Linked DNA regions of Mus musculus: region 2 is linked to region 1. Evidence: chromatin contacts called from public HiChIP or PLAC-seq data. All regions are on one chromosome and are shown on one strand. Each heading gives the region's core, a stretch centred on a gene start, on an enhancer-like site or on the middle of the called end of the contact. The rest is flanking DNA. Distances are from core to core; before and after follow the strand shown.

Region 1 (4,360 bases), core at 664-3,163:
TATCTTAAACATCAACTGCCAAAGCAGAAGATGGTCAGCCTCTCAGGATATGGCGCAGAACTGCCTGAAGAGGCTTCATATGCAGCACGATATGTGAGCACCACCAGCAAGACGGCAGTGAGGGATACAGGGTGGGAACCAGTGGATGCGGGAGACACTGAAGAATCCAGAATGGACCACCATTCAATGTCTTCCCTTCTGCAGGGTTCTACTGTTCCTGGCCCTGCTCAGCCAGAGGATGCTTCAGGGACACAAAGACTCATAGCCTAGGCAAGACTGCTGACTCACCCTCTTTGAACAAAGTGTTGGCATGGGGCAGGGCAGGGCAGGCAGGCAGCCTGGGCAGTGACCTAGTTCCCTTGGTCGTGCTTCACTCTTAGGCAGAGATTTTCTGAACCTAAAGAAGAGGCCCTCAGCAACCCTGGTAAGTGTCACTGCACCTGTTCAGTACCTCACACGGGCTTCAAGCACCTTGAACCCTGATCCATTTACCCTAATAACTAGGTCTTATGCAGATTCAAATGGTTAATAGTGTGCACAGCTGAAAGGCACCAGGTCCACTTCAGCTACAGCTCCCAAGCTAACCCACATACCCTCACCTCACTGGCTCAGAGCTTCTGGCACTTGGCTGTCAACTCTTCGAAATGCTTCACAAATTATGAGATTACCTGTGCCTGTCCAGTACTCAGTTCTTCTATCCTCTGCTTTTCCTAGATGCTGGCATGGATAGCCCTCTCAGGACAGAGATGTCCTTCACTGAAGTTGTTCAAGCACTTGTTATAAACCCCACCTGAAAGCCCTGTCTATCTCTCTTGCCTCTATGCCCTCTGCAGGCCTGGACCCTTTGAGTACTTCGCGTCTTGCCTCCTCTTCCCAGCTGTATTGGCTAGTTTTGTGTCAACTTGACACAGCTGGAGTTATCACAGAGAAAGGAGCTTCAGTTGAGGAAATGCCTCCATGAGATCCAACTGTAAGGCATTTTCTCAATTAGTGATCAAGGGGGCAAGGCCCCTTGTGGGTGGGACCATCTCTGGGCTGGTTGTCTTGGGTTCTATAAGAGAGCAGGCTGAGCCGGGCGTGGTGGCACACGCCTTTAATCCCAGCACTCGGGAGGCAGAGGCAGGTGGATTTCTGAGTTCAAGGCCAGCCTGGTCTACAAAGTGAGTTCCAGGACAGCCAGGGCTATAGAGAAACCCTGTCTCGAAAAACCACAAAAAAAAAAAAAAAAAAAAAAAAAAAAAAGAGAGCAGGCTGAGCAAGCCAGAAAAGAACATCCCTCCATGGCCTCTGCATCAGCTCCTGCTTTCTGACCTGCTTGAGTTCCAGTCCTGCATCCTTTGGTGATCAACAGCAGTATGGAAATGTAAGCCGAATAAACCCTTTCCTCCCCAACTTGCTTCTTGGTCATGATGTTTGTGCAGGAATAGAAACCCTGACTAAGACACCAGCAGACAGTTATTTCATGTGTCTGCGCCACTGTGCCTGCATGTGTGTATGTGCACCACTTGCAGACTTGGTGTCCTCAGACATCAAAAGGAGGAAATCGGAACCGGAGTTATAGACGACTGAGCCTCCTTGTAGGTGCTGGAAAGTAAACTAGGGTTCTCTGCAAGAACAAGTGTTCTTAACTGTTCTCCAGCGCTGTCCCCACCCCCAGCTTCCAGATTTAAATGTCTGGCACCTTGACAGGCAGGTAGTGTTCTACTTCAGTTCATCTGGTGTGTGCCCCACTGCTTGTCAGGTTCGCCTTTCTCTACTATTCCCATCCTTCTACTTTCTGAAGGACAAATGTGTAAAGATATATGCTGTGTTCGGGATCCTGGTTTTAGCAAAAGAGCCACAGACATGAGAATCACCCGTCACTACACGGACTCAGAGGGACTACTTTTCCACCTACCTCCCACGCAAGCACAGTCTCCTAGACACCGTCCTTGGCCCAGTCAGCCTCTCTGTGGATGCTCCGCCCCCGCCAACCTCATACTGCTGGTCCCCAACACCTGCTTTACTGGCATGTAGCTAATCAGCCTGGCCACCTACCTCCCGTTCCTTGTCTTCTTCAGGTTTCTCTCAACCAGCATGCTAAATGCTAAAGGCTGTTTGTTCCCTGCATTCTTAGATAGCAGAGACGTTCTGGTCAATGTACAACTCCACAGCTTCCTGTTAAATGTGTCCTAGTTTCAGGCTCCACACCTCAGTGAGGCAGCTTTGTAGGGATCAAGCAATTTTATACCTTTCCAGTTATCATCTTCAAAAAGAACAGGCAGCAAAAGGACCTGCCAAGGGCCAGTTCCCTCCCTTCATGTCCTTCCCACCCCCTGCTCAGCTCCTGATACTGCTTCCTTCCTGAAATGCTGCTGTTAAATTTAGATCACCCCCAAGCCACAAACAATCACGCTGATGGAAAAGATGACATTATCTATGCAACTTAACAATCCCAAGTGTGACCACACAATCCTCCCAGAAAGCTGACAGTCTTGCTGGGCTTGCCATCTGAGCCTTTGCTATGTCACTTGGTATTGTTTATACTACCAAAAACAAATATTCTAGTTAAATGTGGTAATCTTACTACTTGGGGAGCAGAGGCAGAAGCAGGAGGATCACTTTAAGTTCATGGCCAGCCTGGTCTAAATATTGAGTTCTAGGCCAGTCAGAGTTATATAATGAGACCTTGTCCCAAAAAGTCTGTAAAAGCAAACTGTCCTCTAATCGGCTCTGGCTTGTAGCCTGCACTTCTGGCCGGCAGGTGGGATGCACTTAAGACATCCACAAATACATGACTGAACAGATGAATGAAATGCTGAGGGTGAGGTGCAGGCACTGTGAGAAAGACGGACCTAGTCAGAGCCAACAAACAGAAGGTAACCAACCCCCAGAGGGTGGCTTACATGCCCAGGCACAATAGGAACCAATGTCCAGGTGAATGCTTCTCTGGGAATGGAGCAGACAAGCCAGCATTTGCAGGGCCCGTGTCAAACTATAATGGCCTGTCAAGAAGTAACAAGGATGATATGGCTTTTCAGAAAATAGCTGGGTCAGGTAGGAGCTGGGACAGATCTCCTAAGGTGCGGATAGCGAATCAAGTGTACAGAAGCAGCGAGTGTCTAGCAACCCTACACCTACTGAGGGTTAAGAGAGTAAAACCAGGAAGTGCCACTGCTGCACTGTTTGAAGTCTGCCTAGCTCCCTCTCAATGAAGGCTAGAACAGAGCCACCCAGGACCCCAGTGACCATACCACCCAGGCTCTCTGAGCCTCTTCCATGATAGGAATCATGGGTACTGGTGAAGATTAAATGACGAATAGATACGCACTCAGCAACATGCTTGGAACAAACCACACACTGGAGGAATTAGCTGTTACCACAGTGGCCATTCCTGTTCCTCCTGGAGCCAACAATTTGCCAGAAAACCTGGCATCTAACATAGGGAAAGCCAACAGAATCCTCCAATAAATTACCCCACAGTATATACAGTAAAATTGAGACCTAAGTGCCTGGCTTCAGATAGAGTAGAGAAAGGAATGTGAAGAGTTACCATAGTGATCATGTGGACTAGCACCAAGGGAAGCTGTATAGAGGCCTTTCATTCACTCAGAAATATACATTTAGATCAGGCACAGTGGATCTGGAGTTCTAGACTAGGGAGGCCAAGGCAGGAGGATAACAAGTACAGTTTAGGTATACAGCAAGACCCTGTCTCAAAAGCATATGACTAAAAAAAGGGGGTCTAGGCAAGACTCGTGATAGTGCTGGAGATAATGCAATGATTGAGACATATGGAGTGTATGATTTAAAGACAGGTCCAATAATGGAAAATACATGCAAAAGTGGGTTTTAAGTTTCCCTTGAGCCGGGCGATGGTGGCACACACCTTTAATCCCAGCACTCAGGAAGCAGAGGCAAGCGGATTTTTTGAGTTCGAGGACAGCCTGGTCTACAGAGTGAGTTCCAAGAGAGCCAGGGCTACACAGAAAAACCCTGTCTCGGAAAAAAAAATTTTTTTCCCTTGAGTGGGGCTGGAAAGTTTGCTCAGCAATTAAGAGTACCGTTGCTCTTGAGGAAGACCTAGGTTTGAGTCCCAGCACCCACATGGTATCTCACAACTGTCTATTATAACTGCATAAGGACATCTGATGCCCTTGTTTGGTACCAGGTCTGGCACATGGTACACAGACATACACTCAGGCAAAATACCAATGTGGTACCTGCTCCTTAGACCTGTTCTGAGTTCAATCCCTAAATGCTCCACAAGGGTGAGAGAGAAAACCAACTCCCAAAGCTGTCTTTTTTTCCCCTTATTTACTTATGTTTTTTTTCTTTCTTTCTTTCTTTTTTTTGGTTTTTCGAAACAGGGTTTCTCTGT
Region 2 (4,938 bases), core at 2,354-4,853, 750 kb after region 1:
ACATTGGAGGAAACCAGCAGCAGGGACAGATCTGAATGTACAGTAGAGGAGGCAAAATAAGGGAGCCAGAGAATGGATGAACTCACTCCCATGAAGCTCTGCTGTGAGGACAACTGTGACCCTGCTGGGCACAGTCATGCTGGCACCTGCCCCCAAGTCTCCATAGAAACAGAGAGAGTGACTGATGGTAGGCCCCGTGGTACAACTTTAATCACAGTAGAGGCAGCCGATAGCAGCCTTTCCCGAGCCCTTCTGACCTGGACACACTGACAGTGGGTGGTACTCCAGTTGCCATGGTCTCTTTAACCACAGTAGGACACTTTGTCCAGGTGGAGCCTTCCTCCAAAAATCTCCAACACAGGTTGCAGAGGCGTCTAGAATAAAGTACTAAACCGGCCCCTGCAGTCCTCAGAGCTCCAGTAAGACTGGCTTTGGACAATTTATCTTCCATCTTACCAACTCTGATAAACTAGGACTATGTACAGGACCAGTGTGAAGATGGCTTTGGGCAAGACATCTTTTCTATATCTAAAGGTCTCCATTTGTTAAGGAAACATTACAACCTTGTATCTAGAATCTGGCACAAAGTAGGTTTTCAGTCCATGCACCATGAATGGATGAGTGGCAGGGCTAGAGACGACGAACGAATAATACTTTGCACAGAATATCACTTGGGTTCCTAAGATGAAAACAGCAGAAACCACAGGCCCTTTCCCTCCCTCCTCACTACTACAGTGCTCAGGACAGGTGCCTCCTTCACAGCTCAGGCAAACCCAGGAAGGACCAAGACTTCACTCCCAGAGGATGCGCAGCGTGTCTCAATCTGACGAACCTGCAGGTGGCGCCCGCGCTACCAGCAATCTTCCAACAGAAGAGCAGAGCTCCGGTGCAAGGCTGAGGAGGGGAAGGCAAGGACCCAGAGGTGGGGGGGGGGGGGGGGGTGGGCGGCCATGGACTCAAGACGGTGAGCTGGCTCTTCCCCAAAGCTCTCACTCGGTTTAAAAAAAAAAAAAAAGGTATAATACAAAAAATAGAAATAAACGGTAGAGAAAGCACACTTCACACTGTCTCCCATCGTGGCGCATCGCACCTATTTCCATCAAACAAAGCTAAGGGTTTACATAATTGTGATTAATTTTAGGAGTCTGAGCGCTGAGAGCCAGTCCTCAGCATAAAAGCCTAAATGTGAAGAGTACGTACGGTAGATGCAAAGGCTGACTTTTGGACTATCCTGGAGTGAGCCAGCCCACACATCTGATTTTCTTAGGAAGATTGATTAGAACTGCTTTGTGCCAGATGCTGTCCTGAACACTCTAGGAAACCCATTTAATTCTCACGACAACCTACTGAGATTATACCTACTCTACAGATCAGAGAGTTAGGACTATAAAACTGACAGTTCCCATGTCCAGCAAGAAAGACACACTTGGGACCAGGTATGGCTTTATGAGCCAAGCAAGGGCTAAACAAACAACGGAGGGGTTGGGGGCGGGGGGACATTTAGGGAGAACATTGGTTCTCCCTAAAATTCTTGGAAGGTGAGAGAACACTTTTTTAAAAGTTCAGATTTGAGGGATCAGGAAGTGTAAGTTAGTGGTAAGGTATGTGTTTAATATGTTGTTATAAGTTCAATCTCTAGCATCAATAAATTACATTTTAATTTAATTTAAAGTAATGCAGATATAACCCTGACCTTCCACCATGTGTTTTTATAGAATTGTATGCAATAGGACCCAAATTTCTGCATATAGAACTTCTTAGTAATTCTGAAGAAGCCAGTCAGATGGCTTTTGAAAGGTGTGTCATGGTGTTTAAAGAATTTGGACAATTACAATCAGCCTGTCACATGGGTAGGGTTCACCCAAATTAAACTAGACACAAGTAGAAAATATTTAGATTTTTTTAAAAGTTCATCTATACTGAATATGTACAGATTTTTTTTTCTTTTCATGTCCTAAGCAATACAGTATCAAAACTCATACAGCCTTTACAGTGTACTAGTTGCTATATCTAGATATGATTATGCAGGAGGACATGCATAGGATATACATATACATATATATGCCAAGTGAACATTATGATGGAATGGACTTGAATAGCCATAGATGGAGGTTCTGTGACCAGGATGCTGAGAGCAACTGTGCAGTATATATCTGTTAAGTTTAAACCCTGACTGAGGTACCTACTTAACATATTACAGTGCACCTGGCCTCCAGGTTCTCCCAGCACCCCTCAGGATGCTTTACATGGTATGGCTGGCAAGCCCTGCCCTCTACCCTGAAATCAAGCTGTGCTGCTTCCCCCCAGAGACTCTTCCCTATATAATCCAGACATTCTGGTTACCCACCCTTCCTTTTTGTACCTTTGGCCTCCCGACTGCTGCACTTGGTTCCTCTCTCTCCCTTCCTCTTCCCCTTTCCATCTTCCCATGGTTCAGGGTCAGTTCTAGCCTGGACTCTTCCAGCTATGTCCGCCTCTGGCTATGTCTCCCTTTTATCTACAATAAACTTTCTCCTTCACTGTTCCTGGGAGCAGTCATGTCCTTTTCTTTCCTTTTTCATTTTTCTTTCTTTTTCTTTTTCTTTTTCTTTTTCCATTTGAAACCCATGTAATTTCTACAGACTCCTTTGTGGTGGGAAAGGGGGGGTGAAGTTTGGGGGTGAGGTGTTTGGGAATGGAGAGAAACTAAAAAGACATCATCAAGGAACTGGGGCTGCATGTGGCTCAGTGATAAAAGGGTTGCTGGGAAATAGGAGGTGGGTCTTCGTCTTGATAAAAATAATTTTTGTTAAAATGGACTCAAAAAGAAGTTGAGAACCATCTTGTGGGCTGTAAATCTCAGCTGTGGCAGCCGGGAGGAGAGATGTAAGAAAAGGCCAAGAAAAGGTTGCAGGCTGGGCAACGGAGGTCTCAGAGCAGCTTGTGCGGGTGTGGGGTAAATGGGTGAGGGAAGAGCTGTCTTCTGGGAATAATGCCCGAGGTGTCATGGCAAGCAAGGTGGGCTTTTAGCCTAGTTTACTGGGCATCCTCCCTTTCCTTTGAAATTTTACATTTTAAAGAGGGGCAATTTGCAGTGCTTCTCTATCTTAAAATGGGTGTGTCATCAAGGAAGCAGGAGGTGGGAGGCCAAGCAGATTTGGACAGAGTCCATCCTCAGTGGTATCCGAGCCGGCTAATGCCTGTCGAAGTACCCAACAGATATATCTTGGTTGGTTGGCTGATTTATGAGAAAGGGTCTCATACACTCCAGGCCAGCTCTTAACTTTTGATCCTCTGGGCTCTCCACCTCCCCAGTACTGGAATAGTAGGAATGAGACACCAAGCCAAGCTAGAAAGGGTCCCAAAGCCCTGGGTTCGGTCCCCGACACAAAACCAGAAACTGAAGCCAGAGAAGCATCGATGAGCTTCTGTTTCAGGCCCTACAAAGCGGTTCCATTAGGGGCTCCAGCCTGAGGTCCTGCCTACTCCGCTACACGGAGAGAACATGCCGAGACTCAACTCCAGCCGCAGGGGGCGCTGTTCTGCTTTCCTGAGGCAGGAAGCGCAGACTCGCGTCCCTTCTGTGCTTGAGCTACAAGAAATGTCATTTCCGGGCCTGCAATGCACGCCACCGGAACCGGAACCGGTGGGTAGTAGTGGTTCCGCCAGGACCCAGATTGTAGGCAGTTCCATCCCTTGGTGACTTCGGACCGCAGCATAAACCTCAAACACCATCTCTATGCCCCCTCCTACATGCTCTGAAAGACCTTGTCTTCCCGGCTGTCCAAGAAACTGCGGCAGAAGTAGAGCGTCTGCTCTATGCCCATTCGCAAGGACCAGGTACATCCAAAGGTCCTCGAGTTCTAGTTACTCAAGGGCGTATAGCTCATGCACCTCGTTATCATGAAATCCTGCAGGAGTCACATACCCCGAGACCTCAGCAAGGCGGCAGAGTGACTGCCGACAAGCTAGACCAGAGCCACTACAGTGCATTGAGTCCCCTTTGCCCTTATCACAAGCAGACTGTCTCCAGGTACAGATCTGACCATTGTTTTAGGGAATGAAGTGAGATAAAGTGAGGGGCTTTGCGTATTGGATGGACATCTGATGGTTGAGAGGTAAATTAGTAAAAAATATAACGAGTGAAGTGGAAAGAGTGGCGAGGCCAGTGATAGGCAGGCCGGGCTGGGCAGTTCCGAGTGCGCACTGCTCTTACAGAGAAACTGAGTGTAGCGCCCAGCGCCCATGTCTGGCAGCGTACAACTGCCTGTAATTCCAGCTGCAGGGAGATTCCATGCCCTGGGCCCTATGGACACTGCAGTCATGTGACATACAGACGTATACACATCATTATACATAGGCCTTTAATCCCAGCACTGAGGAGGCATACAAATTAAGTTTGAGGCCGGCCTGGTCTACACAGATCCAGTTCCAGGATAGTCAGAGCTATATAGAGAGGCCCTGTCTTGAAAAACCAATATGAACCTGAAAATGTTTGCCTTATATAAAGGAGAACGTCAAGAGTCTTCAGGCCACCGCAACCTTGCAAATCGCTCTCCTTTGCAAACAAGCTGGAAAATTCATATTCTCTTCTTTCTCCACATATCCTTCCTGCTACTGCTCTGTTCCTCATTTCATAGTCCGGTTTCTCAAAAGAGTCGTCTCCACCTGCCAAGCATAGTGATCTATGCTTTAATTCCTGGCACTCAGGAGATAGGAGCATGAGACTCTCTCAGGCCAGCCTGGTTTACAGAGCAAGTTCCAGGACAGCAAGGAGACATTGTCTCAAAAGACAGACAGACACAAAGAGAGATAGACAGAGAGAGGACTACCCTGTGTTCCCATTCACTCGTGGATGCTCTCCAGTCTCATCCCTGTCCCAGCTGCTTAGGCTGGGGTTATCAGTAACCTGTGTGGCTAAATCCAGTGGCCACATTCATTGGAGGTGGCACCACCACC

The links. HiChIP or PLAC-seq counts read pairs in DNA pulled down with a chosen protein or histone mark.
Region 2: an H3K4me3 HiChIP or PLAC-seq map of bone marrow-derived macrophages shows a contact between it and region 1, with 4 times the contacts expected there. The contact joins two enhancer-like sites. A contact is called at or near these places in 1 of 39 promoter capture datasets (liver) and 5 of 115 datasets of contacts at active chromatin or transcription factors (astrocytes, bone marrow-derived macrophages, embryonic stem cells and 2 more).

What each region holds. Positions count from the first base shown.
Region 1 is chr17:25,911,713-25,916,072 of GRCm38.p6, forward strand. The region is part of intron 2 of Rab40c (Rab40C, member RAS oncogene family); the gene reads right to left. Among named protein-coding and RNA genes, the nearest start is that of Rab40c, 5.8 kb to the right of the region's middle. Within about 2 kb of position 1,914, at least 78 of the 459 cell types and tissues checked have an H3K27ac peak or open chromatin away from gene starts, as enhancers often do. A contact at or near this core is called in bone marrow-derived macrophages and liver, where this site is marked.
Region 2 is chr17:26,659,573-26,664,510 of GRCm38.p6, forward strand. No RefSeq gene overlaps it. Among named protein-coding and RNA genes, the nearest start is that of Atp6v0e, 14 kb to the right of the region's middle. Within about 2 kb of position 3,604, at least 229 of the 459 cell types and tissues checked have an H3K27ac peak or open chromatin away from gene starts, as enhancers often do. A contact at or near this core is called in bone marrow-derived macrophages and liver, where this site is marked.